Regions from separate parts of the Mus musculus genome. Here all the other regions are linked to region 2. Evidence: chromatin contacts called from public HiChIP or PLAC-seq and promoter capture Hi-C data. All regions are on one chromosome and are shown on one strand. The core of a region is the stretch at or near the end of the contact, and the rest is flanking DNA. Distances in the headings are between cores, read along the strand shown. Region 1 holds the start of Asb8 (ankyrin repeat and SOCS box-containing 8). Region 2 holds the start of Kmt2d (lysine (K)-specific methyltransferase 2D). Region 3 holds the start of Asic1 (acid-sensing (proton-gated) ion channel 1). Region 4 holds the start of Cox14 (cytochrome c oxidase assembly protein 14). Region 5 holds the start of Racgap1 (Rac GTPase-activating protein 1). Region 6 holds the start of Senp1 (SUMO1/sentrin specific peptidase 1). Region 7 holds the start of Smarcd1 (SWI/SNF related, matrix associated, actin dependent regulator of chromatin, subfamily d, member 1).

Region 1 (3,468 bases), core at 142-2,641, 730 kb after region 2:
ACGATAGCTATACAGCGGTTTGAAATTGGGCAAGTGAGAAAGCATTTGGGAAGCAAGACTTTGTTTTTTACTTAAAATCAAATTTTCTAGAAATAGAAGGATATTTAAGTATTATTACAGCCAATGAAAGACCCACAATGTGAGGGCTCCCCCACGTTCTGACTCAGGAGAGGCGACACCCCAAAATCACCCACAAGAAACGGGTCTTGCTGCAAATTGCAAGAGGATTTTTATTCAAGAGCGCTCTCGGGCCCATGGTCATACACCACGCAGGGGTAGAGGACCGTGGCGCCCTGAGTAGCTGGGTAAGGGGGTATTTAAAGGAAGAAACCGAAACTTAAGGAAGTGGGGAGGGTGTTGTTGGAAGATACCAAAGATACCAGTTAAGAGTCACAAGGAAGTGTAAAGTTACAAGAGTCACAAGGAATACCTGGTAATTGTTAACTCTCAAGACAGCTTCTAAGAGCCTCTAACAATAGCACATTTGCATTGCAGGTTCTGGTAATGGCCAGGGTGACTTTCTTTGAATGAGCACTCTTTGAACCCAGGAAGCGGGTGGGTAGAGGAATGTTGCTCTCTTTTTTGATTAGCATACCTTTACAAAGGCCACATTCCCAAGCCTGGGCCTAAAGGCCTAGAATTCTGTTTTTACGTTGTTATACTTTCACCAACACTCAAGAAAGATAATACTCGGAGAAATTGAGCGAAATACATCAGTCTCAAAGCCAATGCCCGAACCCTGTACTCTTCCTTCTGTGTTGGGTCATTGAACTACAGCTGGCCCAGAACCTCCGAAGAGAGGTGACTGCCACCCTCCAGGTTACAGTACTTCATCTTGCTAGATCCTTAGACCCTCTGCTGTGTACAAGTGCAAACCTGCTTTTGTTATGTAGTGGGTAAATTCTGAGAGAGAGAGAGGGAGAGAGAGAGAGAGAGAGAGAGAGAGAGAGAGAGAGAGAGAGAGAGTTAGTTCAAATAAGCTGGGCTTCCTCAAATCAAGATTGAGAGGCAGTCACCAGCAGCTTGCTCTGTCAATTATGTGACGCTTGTACTCTGAAATGGATGATGCTAAGCAGAGAAGACGGTGGGGATGTGGTGCCAGGACTGTTTGCAGATATAGACTCTGGGAGGCAGACTAATGGGATGCCCTGGTCCACACAGACGCAGACTTATAAGAATAGGCTTAAAATTCGGGATTTTCCTCCACCATTGGACCAGGACACGAGGCCAGAGGCTAGGAGTGATCTAGCGATCGCGCCCACGTCCTATAAGCAGCGACAGGGGAATGCGTCCAGCTCCTTAGGAAAGTTTTAAGAACCCACCAACGTCCACAGTCTGCGCAGGCGCACTCGGCTCGCTCACACTGGCCTGCGCGCAGGCGCCCACGCACTCGGCCGGCTTGCGCTGTAAACCCCGGGGCTGATGCGAGCCGCTTCTGCTTCCGGGTCACGCCTTGACAGCGGCTTCCCGGACCGATCTGACCCGCGGTTCGGTGAGTGCGGCCGTGAGTGCGGGACGGTGTTGAAGCCAGCCCCCCTCCCCACCCCCAAGTCGGTGCTTCGCAGCCTGTGAACGCCCCTTAGCCGCCTGCCCGGCCTCTGTGCCTCCGGACCCGGCCACCGTTCCCGGCCTTTGCGGGTGGTGGGGGCGGGGGCTGGTCGGCGCCCCGGGGTGCAGGCTGAGACTCCCGGGACTCGCCCGGATTGCTGTGAGCGCCCGGGGGTCCCTGCCGCAAGGGACGCAGCAGCCCTGGCCTTTGCTGCCCTGGCCCCCGCCCCTCTCCGTCCGTCTGTCCGTCCAGACCCGGCAGCTGCGAACCTCCAGCTGTCCGCGTCCTGGGATTGGGAGCCTCCGGCCAGGCCAAGGGTCACCGCGGGGGCGAGGCCGACGCCGGCCCTGAGCAGGGTCTGTTGAGTGTATTTGTGCATTGCTTTAAAAAAAAAAAAAAAAAGTTTTCTGTACATTCCATAGGAGGGAGAAGAAAAAACAGGGCATGGAGCAAACGAGTCACAGCTGAGGGAAGGACCCACCGGGGTCAGATTGCAGGGTTGCTGGCCTCGGGGGCCACAGGGAAGTTGATTATCTTGATCTATCCTGACAGCAGATGCTGTCCTTGCGAAAGGCACACAGTTTCACCTGGAGCTTCAAGGTAGAGTTCTTAGCCTGGAAGCCAGGAACATCCATAAAATGAGTGCAGGGTTTAGTGCCATCTGCTTAATGTACCAGGAACTTACACAACCACATCAGGTCAAGCCTTCTGCTTTGTCCCCTCTGACCAACACCGTTGCTGAAACCCGGACTATACCTTTGCGCCCACCCCACCTCCCAACCCCATGCTTTTTTGTCCCCTTTGTTACAAAGTTTAAGAAAAAAAAAACAGGATTTGCCGAATTCTAAGCCATACCCACAGCCTCGCATACCTTTCAGACAGCTGTTAATGGCTACTGATTAGCAAAAAGAAACTAGAGTTTATACTACATTATCGAATGTATAAAGGGATAACCCATCGCAAATTTGCGCTTCTTAGTAGTTGCATGTGTAATTATATATATATATTCTACAGTAAAGCTTTTGCTTCTGAGTCACACCCTGACAGCAACTTACCTAACCCAGGGGTTTGGTGAGTCCGATCCTGGGTGCTTGATGCTGTGATGCCAATTCAAATATGGATTTAACAAATTTATATTGAGGACCAGCATGTGCCAGGCACTACTTAAAAACCTTCTCATAACCTTTACTCTTAGGGGTGGGGTTGATTTTTTTGTTTGTTTGTTTTTCGAGACAGGGTTTCTCTGTGTAGCCCTAGCTGTCCTGGAACTCACTTTGTAGACCAGGCTGGCCTCGAACTCAGAAATCTGCCTGCCTCTGCCTTCCAAGTGCTGGGGATTAAAGGCGTGTGCCACCACGCCCGGCATTCTTTCCAGTTTTTGATAGGTGCTTTTTTTTTTTTTATAAGGATGCACCACCTCAATAGCTGTTATTTAACACATCTTCCATAGTTAAAGCTTTTATTGTAGTTGAATCTAAATACGTTGAATTATTTTCTTTCACCGCTCATCCTAGAATTCTCTACCATAACGTAGTTTCAACACATTTGCACAGCCATATTTCTCAGGCATGTTGACTAGCCAGTTATTAAAATGTTTTTATTTTAAATCTGCTTATTACCCAGAATTGGAAGTATTTTTTTATTGGCTTGAAGTTTTAAAGATTTGTGTTGATTCCAGAGTGGTTCTATGCTTACTTTCCCCACTGCCCGGCTTTTTTTCTCCTTTGAATATTTGAAAATATTTTACGGGCTGGTGGGATGGCTCAGTGGGTAAGAGCACCCGACTGTTCTTCCAAAGGTCCAGAGTTCAAATCCCAGCAACCACATGGTGGCTCACAACCATCTGTAACGAAATCTGACGCCCTCTTCTGGTGTGTCTGAAGACAGCTACAGTGTACTTGCATGTAATAAATGAATGG
Region 2 (3,320 bases), core at 773-3,272:
CCTTAAGGCTTTGCAGTGAGTGCCTTTTACTCTCGGGGGGGGGGGGGGGCATCTTATAGGCCCTTAAAGCTTTTCTTTTCTTTTTTAATCTATGGGAAAATGTCCCCTTTGGTTTGCACTATGGGTTAACTTCTCAGAGTGACTCCTTGGGCGATTTTTTTCTTGTGTAGCCTCAGCCTTTTCACTTGTAATATGGAGATAATTCCACAATGTTGGTGAGGAAAGGGGGGGGGGAATATAAAGTATCGAGTACATAGTTAATTTGTCTCAACCTGCTTACTCCATGTATACAGTCTGTGCAGAAAGGTAATTCTAGTCTTCCCTCCTTCCATACTTGGGAGTGCGGGAGCTTGCCAAGGGTCTTATTCAGATTAACAATATTCCAACCAAGTAGCAGAGTATTTAGCTTAGTTTAAGGAAGAAGAAGAAGAAATAAAAGACAGGTTTAGAAGATTTTCGGGAAAATTAAATATGGGGTGGGGACACTCTACATTGATGTTTTGGTCGGGAAGTGGTTGTTTGGGGATCGCGAGGACACCGACAATACTTCTACTCCAAAGGGTCTTGGAGTTAGAAGACCTGAGAGTCGTCCAGCTTTCTTCCGGCCCCCAAACGTGGCAAGAACCCACCCTTTGCAGCGCCAGGCACGGTGCCTCACTTTCTCCATTTGCGGACTCCAGTTCCCAGGATGCAGAGCTGCGGCCAATCTCCAGGCTCTCTTTTCACCCCCCACCCCCCCTTGGCAAAGATTGTCCCCCAGCCAAAGAAAGGAGTTCCAAGGGTCAGTGACTTTAGGGAACAGAATTAAAAAGTGGCCAGAATCCTAGCTTTACCACCCAGAAGGTAAAGGAGGCAGCTCCTGGGCCGTGGCGAAGAAGAGGGGGGCTTTATTCCCACGTGTCTGCCCGGCGGCCAGCCTGGCGCAGTCGGGGTTAATCTGCAGCGGAGGGATCCCGGAGCGTGTGCGTAGAACTGCAGAGTCACAGCCTTTCCTCCAAGAGGGCTGTACCCCTCCGCCGCCCCGCTCCAACACAAAATAGGGCCTCCTCTTCTCCTTTCTCCCCTTCTCGAGTGGGGTTCCCCAGGCAAAAGGGCCCCCTGGATCTCGCGCCGGACGCTCCACGAGTCTCTACGATCGCTGCCCAGCTCCAAGGCGAGGAAAGAGCCTCTTCGCAGGAACCACCCTACCGGCCGAGCAGGAGGCGGAGGGGGGAGGCGGAGCGGCGCCGCGCTGCACTACTTTCCTCTCCGGTTGCAAATGGCTGCCTCGTTCCCCACTTTCCGCTCAGTTTCCTGACCCCCCGGCGCCGGGAGCCGGGGTTGGACCATGCACCTCTAGACCCCCCGCGATCAGTGCCTGCCGGGGGTCTAGGGGGTGCCGCTGACCACAGGCGGCCAGGCCGGGGGCGGGGCAGCTCCCGAGGCCAGAGGGGAAGGGAGGCGAGCGCTGGGCCTGGAGCGGCCGGAGGGGAGCGGGCAGAGGGCTCGCACCGCCCGCCCCTTCCTCTTCCTCGCCCACCAACCCTCCTCCCTTCCCCGGGGGGAGCAGAAGGTGGGGGGCTCGAAGCCGCCGAGGGGGGACGCTCGGGGTCGCGGAGCCCGGCGCTGGGTGTGTGTCAGGTTCGGCCCCGCCGGCTCCGCGTCGCCGTAGCTCGCGCGGCCCCGGGGCGCCGGCCCGGCGGGGAGAGGGGCTCGGCGCGGCTGCGAGGGGCTCACGTTCCATCCGGGCCCGGCGCGCGGCGCGGCGCGGCGCGGCATTCCTTCCGGGCTGCTGGGGAGGCGCCTCGACGTTCCATCTGGAGAGCCTCGACGTTCCGCCCGAGCCCGGCGCGGGCGGCCGGGGCGCTGGCCGGGCCCTAGGACTGAGAGGCCGCCCCGCGACGCGGATGCGGAGCCTGCTCGCCCAAGATCAAAGCCACCGGTGCTCTCTTTGTGTCCGCTCGGGATTCGCCGCCCTGGGGCTGTTCATGGAAACCTAAACTGCTGGAACCTGAGGCAGAGAACCCCTGTTGGATTTTTGCTTTTTTTTTTTTTTTTTTTTTTAAACCCCCGGGGGAAGGGTGACCACTCCGACCTGGATTTACCGTTCTTGGTCTCCCTAAGCCCCCCCGAGTGGGGGGCGGCTGTGCTCGCTCTGGCGGTTGGAGGTCGGGGAGCGGCCCGGGCTCTGGCCATGTTCTCGGATGAGGATTTCTGGATCGCCCTGTGAAGAGGTGAGTGAAGTCCGCCCGGCCTGGGCCCAGAAAGGGTTGGACTAGGGGCACAGCCAGATGGACTATCTTGGCCGGTGGCTGGCCTTTAGGTTGGAGAAAGGGGTGCCAGAGCTGGGGAGGGTTCCTTTGGCAGGGTCTGTCAAGGGAATCTGAGCCAGTTGCCACGGCAGAACCGAGGCCTGGTTTCTTGGGGTGTGCCTCTTTAAAGATTGGGGGTTCAGGGAACTACAGGAGTTTGGGAACATGTCCAGATAGCCTCTCTGCCTGTTTATTTTTGTGTTGAGGGAGTTCGACCAAACTAGGACCCAGGCCCTGATGCCAACACCAATCCCAGGCTGTTGTCCCCCACCCCCACCCCCAGGGTTCCTTGGGACAGAGCAACTTGGTGGGGGGATGCCACTGCCAGGTCCCACATACTGCCAGATTGGACTTTAATGTTGTTCCTACCTACCTGGGCACCCAAAACAATCCGTGGGAAACTCAAGGAGCCCTGAGTCCTTCACCCGGGAGGTGGGGGGGGGGGGGGAGGGTGGGTGGAAACTGGTGCGATGAAGAGGGGAGCTGGGGCATGAAGGAGGTGGGGCTGGGGCAGCTCTGCCCCTGCTGTTCAACTTAACTACTCTGCCTGGCAAAGTGACCCCAGCAAGGCCTAGTGGTGTCTTAGCCTGCTTCGTTTCCCCTCCTCTTGGGATGGACATAATCTCCGGGGGATTATAGAGGAGGCCGTTGAGATCTGTTCTCTACGAATGTGGGCTGCAAAAAAATGGCTTTTGTCTCTTGCTTTCTCTGGGCCTAGTGTAGAGTTAGCTGCCCATGAGTCCCTGGCCAATCCTGAAAGCCCCCGCCAGATCTCTACAATGCTTTTCTGGCTACGGAATGGTAAATAGTTCTCAGGTGCTGCCCCGGCTCTGCAGAGTAGGCTAGCTTGTGCCTCTTTGATGGAGAAATGACTTTATTTGTGCTCTTTTCTGCTGGAAGCCAGTGTTTCCAGCCCTGGTAGGAGGTGCTGGGGAGAAGGGGTGTGTATCTACAGCAGGAAGGGTGCAGCATGAGCCTCCCGCCTCAGCCTCTGGGCCCCGGGCTGGGGACAGCCTCTCTCACACCTGT
Region 3 (3,514 bases), core at 390-2,889, 800 kb before region 2:
GTGGTAGCAGAAGTAGTACTGCACACGCTCAGTGCACACACACAGCAGGACGGCCAGCGAACCCAGGAAACACAGGGCCCACAGTGCCCGCTTCAGAGACAGCCGCTCATAGGAGAAGATGTGGGCAAGACCGTGCAGCGTGGAGCTGCTGGCAAAAGCCTGGATGCTCACCGGCTGGACACCACCCACCTCCTCCTCCTCGGTCTTCAGTTCCATGCTTGCCAAGGGGATCCTAGAGGGAGGAAAGAGGAGACAAGACTCTGTCATTGTCCTGAGATGAAGGCGCATATAGGGCCCCTCCAATTATGTCCATTCAAAATCCTTAACCGGAGGTCACTGCTTGTCCAAGGGAAGACTTCCCTGACATGCAGGCTCCAAAGGTGGCTTGAACGAGGGACCATCCAAGATGACAGTCATTAAAACATAGAGGCTTGGAGGGGGGGGTCAGCTCGGGTCGAGAGAATGGTCTGCAAGCTTCCCAGACTATGGGGGACCCCAGATACAGCCACTAGAGTGAAGGAGGGAAGTCCCTGATGCACCCACAGGCAGGCATGGGAGTTCCCTCCAGATGTGAGGTCACTCTGGGACAGGAATATCTACCCCAGCCAAGATCAAACTCCCCATAATGGGCTGAACCAGGGGTCAGGGGCTCTTCTCTTGATCAAGGGTATCCCCAGGAACAGGCTGTCACCTCAGGAGCTAAACCAGGGCCACCTCTCCGGAGGTGGGCACATCTGGGGAGGGGCCCTGCCTGTATCCTCACCTTCTGTGTCTCCAGTTCTCAAACAAGCACAGGCATAGGCGCAGGCTGTGTGTGTATGTGTGTGTGTGTGTGTGTGTGTGTGTGTGTGTGTGTGTTTGGGAGAGGATGGTAGGCTGCCTGAGGTGGATGTAGGAATGGGGGGGGGGGGCGCGGTTCCCTATGACAGCCAGTTATCCCCGCCCCGAACGCACCCCCTCCAGTCCAGCTTCTCGTCGCAGTCATATTCCCGGCTCGGCCCCCCGCCCCCTCCCCATCCGCCGAGCCTCCCCAGAAGCTGGAGAAAGCTACAGTGGAGGAGAGTCTCGGCTTTGGGGCACCAGGAAGCCCGGGGCCCAAGGCAGCGGGGTCGGAAACCCACCTGAGGGGGCTGGGGAAAGCCGGCCGCCGCTGCAGGTCCTGGGGCGCGAGGCGGTCCGTGGGCTCAGCGCCGCGCGGCGGAGGGGCTCATGGCCCGGAGCCCGAGCCGCCGGCTGCCGCGGCACCCGCGTAGAGCCCTGCAGGGAGCGGCCCGCTCGGCCAGCTCGGCTCAGCTCGGTCCGCCGCCCGCGCGCGCTTGCTCGCTCGGCTTGGTCCGCCCGGGGCTCGGCGCGCTGGCGCTGCGCGGTGCTCTCAGCCCCGGGATCTGCAGGGATCCATCGTCCGGCCGGGAGGCGGCGGGAGGGGAGGAGGAGGGGAAAGGGTGCGCGTGCGCGCCTACGAGTGTCTGCGAGGGTGTCTCTGGGCCGGTGTGCGCGGGGGGCCCCCGGCCCGGGAGCGGAACCGAGGGCTCCCCCCGCTGGCTCGCCTCCTCCCGCCGCTCTCAGCAGAGCTGCCTCGTTCGGATCCCGGAGCCGGCTCCGCTCTCTGCTTGCGAGGCCCTGTGGCTTGTGTGTGTGTGCGCGTGTGTGTGCGTGTGTGACTATGGGGTGTGTGTGTGTGCACGCGCACGTGTGCGCGCAGGAAGGAGGGTGTCTGCCCCCAGCGTCCCCCTCCCCACGTTGTCTCCTTCGGATCGAAGCTCCTGCTTCTTGCTGCTGCTGCTTCCTCTGATGGCACATGCACACGTGTACACACACACACACACACACACACACACACTCCGAGTCACAGTCACACTTGACTGATTCAAGCATTTGCCTGTGTGGAGATACAGGCACATTCAGACCGGAGTCTTACCTTGCCACTCAGCCATCCACACATCACATACACCTACACATCCCTGAAGCCTGACCCTCACACGAGCACTTACCTGTTTGTACACATTCACTCACCTGCTCTTATTCCTGCTTCCCACCTTCATGTGACCCACACACATGCACATATATAAATACCCTTGGCCACCCAGACCCCATTTGTATATCAGTGGATTTCTTAAGCAGCCCGTGTGCAAGTGCCTCATTGGCAGATCTATAAAGCAGAGAGGAACAGAGAGAAGAAAAGAGACATGGCCAGAAGTGAGGGCAGATGGGGCAGAAGTAGGGAAAAAGAAAAAGATACAAAATGAAGGCTGCAAGGAGGAGTGTGTTCTGGGATGGACCAGAAATCTGAGTCCTGAAACCTGGAGGCTGCTCCTGTAGCTGTCACCTCTCTCCTTCCCTCCCTCTTTCTTTCTCCGAGGCCTTGGGGGGGGGGCCCTCCCTATCCAATTAGCAGAGAAGGAGCAATCAAGGGGAAGTTGTTAATTTGCTGATGCTCATTAGGAGCTCTTAACACAGAGGCTGTTGAGGTCTGATGGTGTCAGATGATGGTGTGGTGTGTGTGTGTGTGTGTGTGTGTGTGTGTGTGTGTGTGATGCAAGATCAGAATTATATCCATTGCAGCTCCTTTGCTCCACTTACAGGCTGGTGAAGCTCTGAGAGAAGGAAGGTGAGAAGCAGGTCTCAGGGACATGGTTCTGGGTTTGAGTTTGAGGAATGAACCTGACATAGAGGGAAGAAGCTGATGAGAATTTGTGAGGGGTTGGGAGTAAGAGGTACCCTAGAAACCAGTGAAGATGTCTCTCCAGGGATAGGGGTTTAGGTCTGGTGAGAGATTGAGGTCCATTCAGCAGGACCCAGAGCGCCAAGCTGCCAAAATAAAGATAGTATCTCGCCTTCCGGCTGGGGAGCTGTCCAACGGCACAAGCGCTGCTGGTGGGCTGCCATGCCCCTGGGCAGCCACCAGGTGACAGCACTCTCTCGGATACTTAAACTCCACTTAAAGGGCAATGGGGGAGGCGGCCTGTGAAACTAGGAATTACTCTAGGAGGGTCGCAAACGGGGTTTAAGTGATGATTCTAGCCCTGGGTCTAGTCTGGTTCCAGGCTCTCCAATGTCCTCGGGGGAGGGGAGGACCATCTTGGAACATCTGTAACATCTTTGCAAACCCCACAAGCTGAGCGACACGTGGAGCCTCTTCTAATGGCTGCAAATTGCTTCAATCACCTGGGATGTTACCGAGGGAGCAGGGAGCAGCGTGGGTGGAGGGAAGGAAGGTGATGAGGTGAGGTGGCGGCAGGCGAGGACTGATTGAGGCCAATGAACAGCCGCAGGAGTAGTCCGGGGAAAGATAAAAGGCATGAATCAGGTATCCAGGCTCCAAGAACAGGACCTGACCCCACCACGCAATACCACCGGCAGGACCCTTGGCCAGTCCAAGCTTCAGTTTCTTCATCCTTATGATGAAGGTTGTATTTATTTCACCTTGTTTTTCAATGATTATGTGAATCACTGATGGAAAATGCATAGTTCATTGATCTGTGTTTGTAAATCCCCAGTAACAAATGTTACTGGC
Region 4 (3,418 bases), core at 476-2,975, 850 kb before region 2:
AAATAAATCTTTAAAAAAAAAAAAAAAAAAAAAAAAAAAAGAGTTAAGCATGGCAGTTTCAGAGCTCTGACTCAAAACATCTACACCCGAGGTACAGAAGGCCGGAAACAGGTGTATATGATGCGATGCCATCAGAGCTAACACAGGCTCTCCTTATTTGTGCTTAAAAAGTGACCAGCCGGGGCTGGAGAGATGGCTCAGTGGTTAAGAGCACTGACTGCTCTTCCAGAGGTCTTGAGTTCAATTCCCAGCAACCACATGGTGGCTCACAACCATCTGTCATGGGATCCAATGCCCTCTTCTGGTGTGTCTGAAGACAGCTATAGTGTATTCATATACATAAAATCCAGAAATAAATCTCTTTAAAAAAAAAAAGTGACCAGCCCACCCAGACTATACTAGGAATCAAACCTGGGTCCTCTGGAAGAACAGCAAGGCTCTTAACTGCTGAGCCATCTCTCCAGCCTCAGAACCATATTTTAATCAGGCTACTTATTGTGGTAGTGAAATTCTCCCGAGAGAGGACCTGAAGATAGACTTGAGGATGTGTGTGTCTGGGGGATCCTGCCTGTAGAGTGCCAGAGTCACTTCGCCCTGGTGAAAAGCTAATTTCACCTTGTTCACTGATAGAGAAGATTTGAGTATGATTTAAAGTGGGATGTAACTCAGTGTAGCAGGCACAAAGCCAGAGGTTCAGTCCCCAGAACTGCATTAAACAGAGCATGTGGTATATGCTGGAAATCCCAGCACTCAGGATGTGGACATGAGACCCTGTCAAAAACAAAAAACAAAAAAACGGGGGGGGGGTGTGAAACAAAAAGAAGCAAATCCGAGATAACCTCAAAAACAAACAATAAAACCCTGAAGTTAGAAGCCCAGATACAAGGATTAACTTTGGAAATAAAAGAAACTCTTGAGACTGGCAGAAGGTTTTCATCTGATGGGCATCCTTTACAAAACAAATAAGGATCAAAGCCCTAAAACCACCCCAGCTTCTGTCATTTAGCCCTCTTTGGAGAGACTTGGTGTCCGCAGAAAACAACTTCTGACTAACGGAGCCCAGAAAGGTAAGCTATGAACCCCATATTCTGTAGGATCAGAGAAGGTGGTGAGGACCTCAGAGAAATAAGTGGCTTTGAGGGACCGTGAGGAGCTTTGGGGTTGAGGCGAGCAGTTTCAGAAGGGAGGACAGCCAGGCCGCAGTCACACCAGGAAGGCGGTCGGACTATGACAGCCGGGGAGCCAGCAGGGGCTAGCACAGCGCAGGGACTAGGAGCCGCGCGCTCTCAAGGGCACAGGCCGAGGACGCGCGGTGCGGGACACAGGGGAGCGGAGGGGAGCGCGGTGCGGGGCACAGGGGACAGCAGGGACTCGGAACGGGGAGCAGGGGAACAGCGTGAAAAGCGGCGACACGGGGAGCAGGGGGCGCGGTGCGCCGAGCAGGAGAGCGTGGGGGGAGGGCGAGTGCGCTTGGCCGTCCGGCCCGCGGCCTACCTGGAGGCTGCAACTCGGCCGCGTCAGAGCGATGCCTGCTCAGTCTGCCACTCGCAGAGTCGCGCGGCCGCCGCAGGGCAGGAAGAGGCAGTCACCAACGCGCAGCTCCTCAGCCACTGGTGCTCAGCCCCGCTCCGGACCCGACACCCCCTGCGAAAACTCGCCCACTAAAGCGAGAGCCAGCCTTGAACTTCCGGCTTCTACCTCTCTCTTACGCACGCTCAGTCTAGCCTTCCTCTCGGAAAGGCCCATTGAATTCTGGGGGGTGTGGTTCTGGTCCATCAAGAGCGCTCCTTGGAAAACGGGAAAAATTTTAGCTCAGAATTAGCCAATCCGCAGTCTAAGTTCAGTGACGTAAACTGTAGCTAGGTAGATCCTCGGAATTCTCCAGCGATGGGCCTAGCGCCCCCTACCGCCTGGAGCGGCCCTTTACAGGGTGATCCGGAGGAACCGACCTTAGCTGGACCAGCACTAGTGAGGCCACAGAATGGGTGTAGGGGGTGAGTCGGGGGATGGGAGGGTGACTCGCTAATATTTCTGCCTTGTGCGCGACCTCCTCGTAGGCAGGCAACGTGACAGACCCTGTAAGAAGCGCTGGGAAGACTGGCTGACAGCTTGGGTGGAAGAGGGGATACGAAGCACAAAAGGGGACGGGGGTGGGGTGGGGGGGTGGAGGTGGGGGCTGTGAGCAGAGTGGACGCCAATGCCGATTGATGCCCGAGTGTGGCTGCTATTAAACAAGGATGATTTTTTCCACTTCTTGTCTTACATTGAGTAAAACATGCATGCAGTGATACATGACCCCACACACTGCCACATAAACTCCCCCAACTCTTCCAGTTTCTGGAAAAACCACACTTTATTGGGTAGACAAGTGGCCTGACAGAAGACCTCAGATTCACAGTTGACTGACTGAGCAAACATAGGTTAAGGTGTTGGAATCTGTCTGCATCCCGCCCCAGTCTCCCGGGGAACAGCTCTGAATTGAGTCATGCGTGGGAGGGTTCCAGCCCAGTCGGGATCGATGACAGGGCCCCCCCTCTTCCCCTTACCCGACAGCTCTGACCTTCACTAAGACGGAATTCTTAAAGGCTAGGAGCAGAGAGGGACCTGGCACCTTAATGTGTTAGTTTAATATCAAGCTGGCCAGAGCCACGGTGTCCCAGTTGCTGCCACACAGGAAATGGAGACCCCTGGTGGAGAGAGAAACCTCCAGCTATTTATAGCTAGCGCTCCAGGCTGCTGATCTGTGACATTCTCTTGCTGCCACCCAACTTTGGAACAGGGCCAGTGCAAAGCAGTCTCCCATCCCCCTCTGATCTCCCTCACCCCAGGGCAGGCAGTTTTCAATTGTCCTTCCCTCGAGTTCCCCAGCTCCTGAGGTGTGTGGGTCCGATCTCGCGAGGACCTTGTTCTGTTCCGAGGACAGCTGGCCTTGGACTAGGACCCACCAACCCTTGTGGAAACCTACTGAACCTTTGAGCTGCTCCTTAGTTCTAAGCCTACAGATGCCGGGTGGCCTTCCAGGCTGGGTGAGAACGACTTGGGCAAAAGGAAAGGGCAGAGTCAAGAATATGGGCTGACAGCCCTGAGGACGATAAACTATAAATCCTACATTCTGTTAGACGTGAAGTTGGTGGTGACTGCAGAGAGAAGCGGCCTTGTGGGGAGGACCCTGAGAAGAAAGGTCAGCAGTAGGAGGGGCTGGCCGGGGCCGGAGCTCCTGACTGGGGAGGTGGACAAATAGGAAGGTCAGGGGAGCCTGAGCCATCTGAGCCTGCTGTGAAAAGAGTGTAGCTCTGTCAGCAGATTAGATTCCTGCTCCCCAAAGAGGGTGCTGGCAGCTGGGTGCAGGCAAGGGAAAGCTGGGAAAGGTCACACAGGGTGGGGAGGCCCTGACAAAGCTCCAGGAACCAGGAAGTCT
Region 5 (3,316 bases), core at 305-2,804, 780 kb before region 2:
AGGCCCTACAAAAGTAACTAGAAGAATCAGAAAACGATGAGGTAACTCACACAGAGGAGGAAGGGAGCTAGAAATTATAGCAAAAGCACACAGAGGCAGGCAGCATAGACTCCTTTGAAGAAAGCATTAAAATAATAATAATAATAATTCAAGTTGCCCAAAGGACAGATAGGACTTAGTCAAATGAAGTTGGGGGAATGGGCAGGAAGGATGTTTGGGGCAGACGGAACAGCAAGAGTTCTGCAAGCGCTGGATGCTAAGAGTAGCTTGGTGCACTTCAGGACCTGTAGACAGGAGGGAGTCAGGAGGGGCAGCTGGAGAGCCCGGAAGCCCAGGTTAGGGGAGCCCTGTTAAAGACCCTGATCTTTTTTTAAGGAGGAGAAGTGAAACGGTTAATGGTTTTCAGCAAGGAAGAGCCATGGTTGGATCTGATTTTTTGTTTGTTTTAGGCTGGTGTGAAACTAAGTAGCAGAGGCTGGTCTTAATCCCTCAGCCTCCACGCCCTAAGTGCTGGGGTTTCGGGTGTGTGCCACCACACCCACCCAGAACTGCCTTTGAAAATACCACGGTTGTAAAGAGTTCGAGGAAGGGCTCAGTTCCCTTGGTGGTTAGACTTCTGAGGCAGGCCAGGCTGGCCTTGAACTTACAGAAATCTGCTTCTGCTGTGCTGGGGTTAAAGGGGTGTACCTGGATCACTGTTTCTAGTAAACTCTAGCTAGCCAGTATTTTGTCAAGTTGCTAGTAGCCACACCTACCAGTAATTAGTAAATTCAGGAAGGAAGGGACACCAACACAGAGACATAACAAAAAAAGGAACAGAAACATTGGGAACACACTAATAGATTAAGATGAATAGTTTGCTGGTGTACGTAAAAGGCATTTCTGATGTTGGGTCCAGATCTTTCAAAGTTTCAAAGCCTCTGTACCAATACGACGCCAAATTTTAAGTGCCACTTATTAAATGGAATTATAACACTTCATTTTGCATTTCTATTTGTTTTCTTGAGCTGTCTTCCCCCATTCATAGCTACTGGAAAGCAGAGACCACATGATCGGTATTTTTTTCTGATTCCTAGCAGAGTGCTTGCTATGAAGTTGGCATACTTACTGTGCATCAAATAGAAGTCTGAATGAATGCGTGAATGAATGGAGGGATAATTATAGCTCAGTAAATATGGTTAAAATGATTGCTGCTCTGTCTCCTTCTGGAATTCTTCCTATTCTACAGTGAGACCCGAAAACTATTCAGTTATTAGTTTCCAAGGGTCCTATTTGACTGCGTGGGGAAACAGGAGGCAAGAAATAATATGCAATTAGTCAACAGGTCATTAGGATAATTGCAAGAAAGGAAGCTGGAGCCTGGAATGTGAGTCCTACACGGGCCACGAAACACCCACTACTCCCGCAAAATTGTGTGTGTGCCCTTAGTCAAAATGGCCGCCTTTCGGGCGTCTCGCTAATGTAATGCGCATGCCCATTCCGTTTTGCGCCCGCCCCCTGGCCCTGACACTTGCGTCTTCGTGATTATGAGCTCCTCTGTGATTGGCTGGTGCGTGATTTTGAACCGGATCTGGCGGCGCGGTTTTACACTGCCGTTAGTGAGGCGCGTCGCTGGTAGACAGCAGCCCTCCTGGGGCGCGGCGGCCGGAGAGTGAGCGCCGCGGGCCGGACGGGGTTGCGTGTGCGCGGGGCCGGGAGCCTCGGTAAGCCGGTCGAGGTCGCGAGCGAGCGAGCGAGCGGGCGGCGGGGAGGCGGGCGAGGGGAGGGGGCGGCGGGACCCGGCTGCTCTCGGCGTGGCGCTCCTTGCAAAGTCGGGGCGTCCTTTTGAGGCGTGGCCGGCCGGGTGCGGGTGTGGTTCCCTCAAGGTGGTCTTGGCGAGCCCCAGTGCCGGGCGTGGGAATGGCGGGGAGAGCCCCCTCATACCCTTTTCCGAGGAACAGTCTCTTTTGAGGGAGAAATCAGGTGTTTGGGGAACCCGGCGGCCTGACGTGGAGAGCCTCTACCTTCTAGGCTGTCTCCCACAAGGCTCATTAGAACATCCCTAGTTGTGGAGAGTTGGAATGTTGCAAATTCGGAGCCTATCTCGGGTGATTTTTTTTTTCCAGGCCCCCCCCCCTTTTAATAATTTATTGCCCACCTCTGTCACTGACCTACCTACTGTTCTGTGATTTGCATGTGAAACCCTTTGGGGTGTATTAATTTATATGAACAGCTTCCACCAACAGAAAAGCTAAGACTTGTTCTTAACTATAAAACGTAGTGAGAATGGTTATATCACAACGTAGTATTTTGGTATTCTGGATTCATGTTCACTAGCCAGGGTCACTTATATTTGGCTCACTCATTTCCCTTGGAATGAGAGCTTTGTTTTTGTGCCTCAGAAAGAGAGGAAGAAAGAGAGGAAGAGGGGGAGAGACTGACTGCAGTACTCCCAATAGTGTATCGGAAGGTTATTGGATTTACTGTTTACCTTTTAAAGTTCTATCACTCCTAAATAAACTGGACTCCGTGTATGTGTGGTAGTGTCTTATGTAGCCCAGGCTGGCCTCTTGTAGCCAAGGATAACCTTGGACTTCTGAGCCTCCTGTCCTTGGAGTGCTGGGATTACAGGCATTACAGGATAACTTGGAGATTACATGTGTGATCTGCCATTCTCAGTATTTGCTGTGTTGAGGACAGAAACCAGGGGCTTGTCATGCTAGAGAGACATGGTATCAGCTGAGCTACAGGCCAGCACAATTGTACATGTAATTTCACGTAAGACTGTCTTCTACTAACCTTTAAAACCTCTGTGGACTGATGAGGCTGCATGTCAGGCTGCCAGGGTGCAGTAAAGATAGGGACTCTTATGCTGTGTTAGACTTCAGTGCTGTCTGCTGGTCAACTTGGCTTTTGGGTTGATGAAAGGTAGGTGTGTGTTTGTTTCTGTTTTTATTTCTATTCTGAGACAGGGTTTTGCTGTGTGTAACAGCTCTGTATGTCCTGGAACTCTGTAGACCAGGCTGGCCTGGAACTCACAGAGATCTGCCTACCTCTATGTCTCCTAAGCACTGGGATTCAAGGTGTGTGCTGCCATTCTCCGGGTGAAAGGTAATTCAGGCCAAAATTTCATCTGATAGTCACAAGGAGGTGTCTGGTGTGTTAGTGGAGCTAAAGATCACTCAGATAATTTGGCTGCAGATCTGAGACATTCTATCAAACTCTCCACAAATACAGACCCTCCAATCTTAGCCTTATACTTTTTTGGTTCTGTTTGGTTTTTGTTTTTTGAGATAGCTTTATAGAATTATAACATTGACTTTTACCCCTGGGTTTC
Region 6 (3,145 bases), core at 78-2,577, 780 kb after region 2:
CTTTAGTATTAACAGAGGCAAAGCAGAACATATCACTACCAGTTAGAAAAGAGTGGAAGTTCTCTTTAAGTCCTGACTTACATGTTTGGGGGTGCCCACTGAGTATCAACAAGGACTCCTACTACAAGTCACCCCAGATAGGTTAGAATAATCTATAAATTAAATAGAAATCAACACCCTTCCCATGTTCCATGTTTCTTGTTCTCAGCTCCCAAGTCTTCCTCCTTTGCCTGGGATGAGGATAGCATCTCCCTTATACTTGTACAAAGAAAACACCCCAACACGGTGACAAAATATTTTTCCTACTAGGAATAGAAAACAAGCCCGTCGACCCCTTAAGTTTATAATTCTGCCAGAAGCTCTCATCCTGTATAGCTCTGAGAGAACATATCCCTTGTCACTATAACATAATCAATGGTACCTGTGCTCTGAGTAGTCCTGACTACTTGGCGAGACTCAATCACGCACATGAAAAATCTCAGCTGAAACTCCTCTCTACGCATGGCTACTTCCTAGAAGTAAAGAAAGTTTAATCCAAATAAATAGATCCATAGAATATTTAAAGTGTCAAAGGTCAACATGGTCTAGGTACACTTAATACCACTGGGTTTTAGGACTTGGCCATATAAAAATATCAGCATATAAGGTGATATAATCGTTTATATACATAACAAGTCAGGATCCCCTGAAGAAACAAGTTTATCTCCTTATGCTTAGAGAATAGATGAGGCTGGCAGATTCCAGAGGCTTTTCTTTCTTCAAGAGTGAATTCAGACAGGCAGTCACCTGGGTCTAGAATACTATTCTGAAGCCTCTTTCCAAATAGGGCCTGCGCCAGAGGCGTAATTAAATTAAGAAGCTCGGTAAGTAATTTGAATGAACAAGTTAATTTTTCCTCCATTCTGTCTTTAAAAGTCTGGCATTGATTACATGTTTAAGACCTCTGGTGAATCCCACTAGAGATCACTGTTTAAAATTATTCCAGTTATATAAGGCTAGGTGTGTTGTTAAGAGTCTAAGCTAAGGTGTTCCCAAAGTTTCTTAGTCTCTGCTCTTCCCCCTAGCCCCACTTCCTGTGATCAGTCAAGCGTGTCAAGCGTGACAAGATGCACACTAATTTTCAGAAGCTAGAGGTAAAAATCAATTTAGAACTCAAAATGAGGATTTGTCGGGGAAGGCGCAGGTTTCCAAACATCTAGGGCCCTAGCGAACAGCTGCCATGGAAACCTGTGCGTAAGCCAAAAAAAGGTCACCGAACGGAACCAGATGACAGCGGGTCAAGGAGCCGAGGGACAGAGAAAACCAAAGGACGGCGGGCGCACTAACAGTACTCCAAGTGCGACGAAGAGAAAAAGCCCCAGTCTGACAGGGTGACAGGGAGATGGAGACGCGAGTCAAACGCTCCCTCCACGTCTCGGGCCTCGCCACCTCGCGCAGGCGTCCCGCGAGCCTGTAGCTCGCTCTTTGACCTCTTGTCCCACCCCCTTCCCTCCTCCGCGCCCGCCAAACGGTCTTCCGGTAGAGTAAAGAAGGTTCCGGTTCCCGGAGGTTCCCGGGCTTTGCGGTCCGCGCCCGGCCGGAAACCCCTTTGCCTAGCAGCCGGTTCCGGTTCGGTGAGTGGCGGCGGGAAACTGGGGGAGGGGTGAGGATGGAGGGAGACCGGGCCGGGAGGCTGTGTCAGGCTGGGCCCGCGGGCCTCGGCGGGGCCGAGCGGAAAGGAGGACGGCGGTGGGGACCGTGCCCTGTCTTCCGCCCCGCCCCTTGGGACCACCTCCATTCCCCCCTGCTGCCCGGTCGCGGCTGCCTGGCCCGGGTCTGGTAGTTGGGCTCACTGAGGCCGCCCTTTCAGCCCTCCGGTCTCCCGACCCGCGGAGAGGCCATCTCCCCGCGGTCACAGCACGGCCTCCTTCTACATCCCACTCTACTTTTCCAAAGAGAGAAGGCCGGTTGGGATCGCGGGAGTTTCCCGCCAGAGCAGGGTCCCCGGGAGGAAGAGCTGTTCTCTACGAGGAAGTTGAGCTGTCGCTCCCACCTGCTTCGCCTCTCTTCTTCCTTGAAACCTGAATGCTACTCCTCGCCTACCGAGTCTCACGTAAAACAATTCTCCAACTCTTTTTACCCTGTGATAATTCCCTGGGATGTGATATTGCTAGAGCCACCACCAGAGAGAAACGTCTGGACCCTTCTGCATAGGTTATGAAAACCCCCTTAACTGCCGCCGTCTCCTTACCTGGCTCATCGCCTCTTGGTAATGAATTCCCTTGAACCTTTTCTTCGTATACCCTAACGTGATCTTTCTGGATATATGCTGGCTTCCTCTTGTCTTGAGCTTGGTGATTTCTGTTTTATCAGTACCTCTACAGTTTTTCTGTTATCTTGTTGGCAATAACTTGCTCCTTTATCACTTTTAAGGCACACTTGTTAAAATTACTTACTTCACGTGGCATACTTAATTGTATTTGGAGTGATGGTGATTCTTGCAAAATTTTGTATAGTCCTTTTATGTGCAATCAACCATTTGATGTAGGGTTTTCGATGTAGTAGGACATTCTGGATGAAGTAAAACATGTTTAAGTATTCTTCATAAAGATGATTTGTATTCACGACTCTTGCTGAAATGTGGATTACTGCCCTTGAGGTTACAGTGACACCTGTAATAGTGACCTGAACCTTCCAGTTAGACTACCTGTCCCCCCCCCCACCCCACCCCCTCTTTAAAGAGCTTCATTCCCTGATTTCAGTCAATTATCCAAACGGCAAACGTGGGTAGCCTATCACTCATCTGATGAATTAGGTCTGGAGAGGGAGTGGATGAGTTTACAAACAGGTTCTGCCACTTGTGGCTAAGGTGATGTAATTTTCTTCTTCCACTGTCTTCTCTTTCTCCTACCCGTCATACTAGTTTTGCTGTCTGTGTGACTGGATCTGGCTTCCTCGCCTGGCCTGAAAACTACTAAAGGGCAAAGGCCAGAGCTTTCTTGTGTTTATATCCCAGAACCCCACACTTAGTGTATGTGTGTAAGAAGTTAAGTACTATTTAAAGGTTAGAATAGTAAGGTGCTTAAGGTACTAATTTAACTGGGGGAGAGAGTCCACATAAAAATACTATGGTGCGGACCTGAACAGATGATGGCGAAGTGTAAAG
Region 7 (3,452 bases), core at 50-2,549, 830 kb before region 2:
CAGAATAAATACTGTGATCAGGTTGGGATAGGAACTAGTCAGAACGTGAGCAGTGTTGTGAGCACCTTTGTTTATGGTTACAGCCAAGGCCTACGAAATGACTCTCCATTTAAAGACGCTACCTCTCCCATGACCACCAAAACTCCACTGCATCATGAGGCCCTGTTAGTCCCTGCAGCACCGTTTGGTGCCACAGCGCTGACTTCCTGGTTCTGCATGCCCACCACCAGCATCCTCACAGGCCTCCTCTCCCCCATACCCTTCTTTCCTTCACCCCCAGGGGTCATCTTACTTGTGATTTCGATTTTGGACCGCCTGCTGCTGGACCTGCTGGATCTGTTGAGGTGCAGGTCTCTTGCGGGACTGGTCCATCCCTGACTGGGCCAGACCAGGTCGGACTGAAGGGTTCCCCCCATAGCCAGGAGGTCCCATGGAAGGTCCCTGAGGTGTCATTCGGCTACCTGGCAGCATACCTGGTCTCTACAGAAGGGAGAGGACCCAGAAATGTCATACTTTTCCTTGCTAGCCCCACCAAGAAAGGAAAAATGGTGGCAGCCTGGATTTCAGGAGTGGGTTAGGGCTGGGGGTGGGGTGGGGGGACAACAAGACAGTCCTTTGCTTCTTTGAAATACAGTCACTGGACCTTCAGTGATTTCATTGCATATAGTCTAAAAACTAGATTATACTCAATTTTTCTGGTCTATGCTGGATCTGACTCACCAGACATGTCTAGTCAGCCCTACATTTCTTTTTTTACTAGCTACTGTCTCCTCTAAAGCTGACCTCCATTTGCAGCTATAACAGCCTGGGTATTCCTGGGGACACGGGGGCTGCCCACTCCCCTCTGCATTCCATGACCATCCCAGGGCCCACTTCGCCCACCCTGGTTCCACACTCACTCCTCACATGGAAACAATGCCGCCAGGAGCAGGTAAGGATGCTAACCTCCTCCCCCCCCACACACCTCCACTCCCGGCCCGAGCCCCTCCCCAGGGAGTCCCTCCCACTTCTCCCTCACCCCTGTCAGTCCTCCGCCCTCGCTCGGCCCCGCCCCCGGCCCGCGCGCCCCTCCTCCTGTCCCACTCACCGGATAGGCCGCCCCGGGCATCGGAGAGCGGTACAGCCCTTGACCCGGCGCCGGGCCCATTCGCACGGGAGGCCCGGGAGTTCCGCCCGGGCCCAGAGCAGCCGCCACGCCCGCTCCTCCTGAGGCTCCCGCGCCGCCGCTCGGAGCCACAGACTGGAAACCCGCCCGGGCCGCCATCTTCCCGGAGCCGCCGCTGCAGCTGCACAAAGAACCGGAACCGGAACTCCCCCCGCCCCCCGCGCGCCCCCCGAGCGCCTGGGCTGTTTGTGGGCCCGGCCCGCCGGCGGGCACAGGCGGCTCGGAGCAGCGAGACTACGGGCTAGAGGGGGCGACTAGCGGGAAAGGCGTGCTGACCACTCCCTCCCGCCTTCACGGGCCAGGAGGGAGCACCATAGAGAAGCGGTGTGCGGATAAAGAGGTGCCGGGAGCGAGCGCCTCCACGCGGTTGGAGGACGGTAAAAAGCCTTGCAGAGAGCCCAGCCCATCCGGCTGGCGGCTGGAGTGATGCTTCACCTTGGCCCAGTGCATTTACCTCTCCAAAGCATTCTGGTTGCCTTGCTTTTCGTTCTCCTACTGCTCAGACTCCGGGTACTAAAGAGGAAAACGTGCTGTTTGTTCGTTCGGGAAAAGTAGAACTCGAAGGAGATCAATGTCGTGGCAAAGACAAATCAGCAAGAGAAAACCCATGCCGGGCCGTGGTGGCGCACGCCTTTAATCCCAGCACTTGGGAGGCAGAGGCAGGCGGATTTCTGAGTTCGAGGCCAGCCTGGTCTACAGAGTGAGTTCCAGGACAGCCAGGGATACACAGAGAAGGCTCGGGACCCTTCACCTCAGACGTTTAACTTAAGATTTTGATGCGTTTTTTCCCGTGACTTTTCTCCAAAGAGTCCTGGATATTTGTTGCCATAGATAACTGCTGGTCCCCTGCCCAGTGATCAGACGAATCCTGAGCCTGTCTTTTCCCAGCAGGATCAGTGTTTACCTGATCAAGTATGTAGGGTCTGGTGTAGCCCAATCTAGCGTTAAACTCACTGTGTAATGGAAGATAGCTGCTCCATCTCCTACCTGCTGGAATTACAGGTATAACCACCACACCGGGCTACCACTCAAATTCCCTTACTCTAGTTGTGTGGCTCTCAAGGCAAGCTCCATTCTAAAGGTAACACCCACAGTTTGCAACTAAAAACAGCACTGGGCAGGATAATGGCAGCTCAGGCTTTTAATCCCAGCATTTTGGGAGGCAGGAGGATCTCTGTGAGAGTTCGAGGCCAGCCTGGACTACAGAGCCGTTCCAGGACAGCCAGGGCTACACAGAGAAACCCTGTCTCAAAACAAACCAAACAACAAACAGAAAACCAACACTGAAGAGATGGTTGAAACCCAGTTTATTAGACCAGAGGCATGCGTCACCCAGAGCCCCTCCTGCTGCCCCCCCAGCCAGTGTACATTTCTCAGCTTTGCCCTGTTTCTTTCTGGGGAGTTCTGATCTCTAAACAACTCTTGAGAACCAAGAGGTCTCAAAGATGCCAAAGCCTTGCTCTCTGGCTCCAGGCCAACGTACACAGGTGATCTGCCCATAAGTCCTGTTTTGGGATTAGAGACCAAGAGACAGTGGGGACAGAGAAGGCCAGGAATGAGATTGGAGAGCTGGCCTGGGAAGGGTGTCTGGTTGAGGAGGCCCTCTACCTCACCTTGTGGCCCCCTTAGGGTAGGGACACACAACAGCACGTCTTTCAACTTCTGCTCTAGGCCAATCTCTTTCCTCATGTGACCACGCCCTGACTCACCAGAAAATGCAAGCGGTGGGCCTGGGCATCAAGGTGAGGACTGGGCCCTGGGCACCCCGAAGAAAGAAAGGCCACTGAGTCAGGGCTCCGGCTTCTGGCTGTGGGTACCCACCGCCCAGCTGCAAGAGGGAGTCACCAATCCCCAGCCTCCCTCCCCACCTCCCGTCTGTAACTCTCTCCGCTTAGTGTCCTCCATTCCTGGGTAGGAGCTACCTCTCCAGCAGTCACTTCCCTCAGGGAGGCCACAGTCAGCCAGGCAAAGGGCACTGGGATAGGTGGAGCAAGGTAGAGGGTATGTTAAGGCTGTGGGGAGGGCAGAGGGTGCCCCGGTCGTGGGGGCAAAGGGCGAGGCCAGAAAGAGGCAGAGCTTGTAATTCACAGCTTCCTTTATGTCGCCACCGAGACAGTGCGAAGGTTACAATGCGCGTGTCATCTCCTTGTGCTTCTCAGAGGGATGTGTGTACACAGTACAGTACAGACACCAGGGGAGAATCCAGCTCTTTATACGGGCAAAGGCATTCAGAGACAGGAGAATGGGGGAGAGACAGAAGGGAGAACTAGGGGCGGGAGGGCGGTTC

The links. Promoter capture Hi-C pulls out the DNA fragments that hold promoters and counts their contacts. HiChIP or PLAC-seq counts read pairs in DNA pulled down with a chosen protein or histone mark. Capture Hi-C pulls out chosen DNA fragments and counts their contacts.
Region 1: a promoter capture Hi-C map of liver shows a contact between it and region 2. The contact joins the promoter of Asb8 here to the promoter of Kmt2d in region 2.
Region 3: a contact with region 2 is called in a promoter capture Hi-C map of adipose tissue. The contact joins the promoter of Asic1 here to the promoter of Kmt2d in region 2. A contact is called at or near these places in 2 of 39 promoter capture datasets (liver and pre-B cells) and 1 of 9 other capture datasets (adipose tissue).
Region 4: a promoter capture Hi-C map of pre-B cells shows a contact between it and region 2, with 4 times the contacts expected there. The contact joins the promoter of Cox14 here to the promoter of Kmt2d in region 2.
Region 5: a contact with region 2 is called in an HNF4G HiChIP or PLAC-seq map of pancreatic cancer cells. The contact joins the promoter of Racgap1 here to the promoter of Kmt2d in region 2. A contact is called at or near these places in 1 of 39 promoter capture datasets (pre-B cells) and 2 of 115 datasets of contacts at active chromatin or transcription factors (microglia and pancreatic cancer cells).
Region 6: a promoter capture Hi-C map of pre-B cells shows a contact between it and region 2, with 2.8 times the contacts expected there. The contact joins the promoter of Senp1 here to the promoter of Kmt2d in region 2. A contact is called at or near these places in 1 of 39 promoter capture datasets (pre-B cells) and 1 of 115 datasets of contacts at active chromatin or transcription factors (pancreatic cancer cells).
Region 7: a promoter capture Hi-C map of liver shows a contact between it and region 2, with 2.0 times the contacts expected there. The contact joins the promoter of Smarcd1 here to the promoter of Kmt2d in region 2. A contact is called at or near these places in 4 of 39 promoter capture datasets (hippocampal neurons, liver and pre-B cells), 1 of 484 Hi-C or Micro-C datasets (embryonic stem cells), 1 of 115 datasets of contacts at active chromatin or transcription factors (hepatocytes) and 1 of 9 other capture datasets (liver).

Annotation. Positions count from the first base shown.
Region 1 is chr15:98,143,625-98,147,092 of GRCm38.p6, reverse strand. Asb8 (ankyrin repeat and SOCS box-containing 8) reads left to right here and starts at 1,391. Exons shown (of 4, transcript NM_001170710.1): 1 at 1,391-1,492.
Region 2 is chr15:98,869,907-98,873,226 of GRCm38.p6, reverse strand. Kmt2d (lysine (K)-specific methyltransferase 2D) reads left to right here and starts at 2,022. Exons shown (of 55, transcript NM_001033276.3): 1 at 2,022-2,213.
Region 3 is chr15:99,668,502-99,672,015 of GRCm38.p6, reverse strand. Asic1 (acid-sensing (proton-gated) ion channel 1) reads right to left here and starts at 1,639. Exons shown (of 12, transcript NM_009597.2): 1 at 1,122-1,639; 2 at 1-232. The coding sequence starts at 216. Gm34880 (a long non-coding RNA gene) reads left to right here and starts at 2,160. Exons shown (of 4, transcript XR_875662.3): 1 at 2,160-2,608; 2 at 3,267-3,514.
Region 4 is chr15:99,723,925-99,727,342 of GRCm38.p6, reverse strand. Cox14 (cytochrome c oxidase assembly protein 14) reads right to left here and starts at 1,725. Exons shown (of 2, transcript NM_183256.3): 1 at 1,495-1,725. It overlaps Gpd1 (glycerol-3-phosphate dehydrogenase 1 (soluble)), which reads right to left. Exons shown (of 8, transcript NM_010271.3): 8 at 2,329-3,418. It overlaps Gm16537 (predicted gene 16537), which reads left to right and starts at 2,869. Exons shown (of 3, transcript NR_155353.1): 1 at 2,869-3,026.
Region 5 is chr15:99,649,894-99,653,209 of GRCm38.p6, reverse strand. It overlaps Racgap1 (Rac GTPase-activating protein 1), which reads left to right and starts at 1,554. Exons shown (of 17, transcript NM_001253808.1): 1 at 1,554-1,703.
Region 6 is chr15:98,091,751-98,094,895 of GRCm38.p6, reverse strand. Senp1 (SUMO1/sentrin specific peptidase 1) reads left to right here and starts at 1,327. Exons shown (of 18, transcript NM_144851.5): 1 at 1,327-1,613. It also overlaps a transcript of Pfkm not described here.
Region 7 is chr15:99,700,134-99,703,585 of GRCm38.p6, reverse strand. Smarcd1 (SWI/SNF related, matrix associated, actin dependent regulator of chromatin, subfamily d, member 1) reads right to left here and starts at 1,299. Exons shown (of 13, transcript NM_031842.2): 1 at 1,088-1,299; 2 at 293-480. The coding sequence starts at 1,264. Asic1 (acid-sensing (proton-gated) ion channel 1) reads right to left here. Exons shown (of 12, transcript NM_009597.2): 12 at 2,456-3,452. Gm34939 (predicted gene, 34939) reads left to right here. Exons shown (of 3, transcript NR_168656.1): 2 at 84-344; 3 at 796-2,179.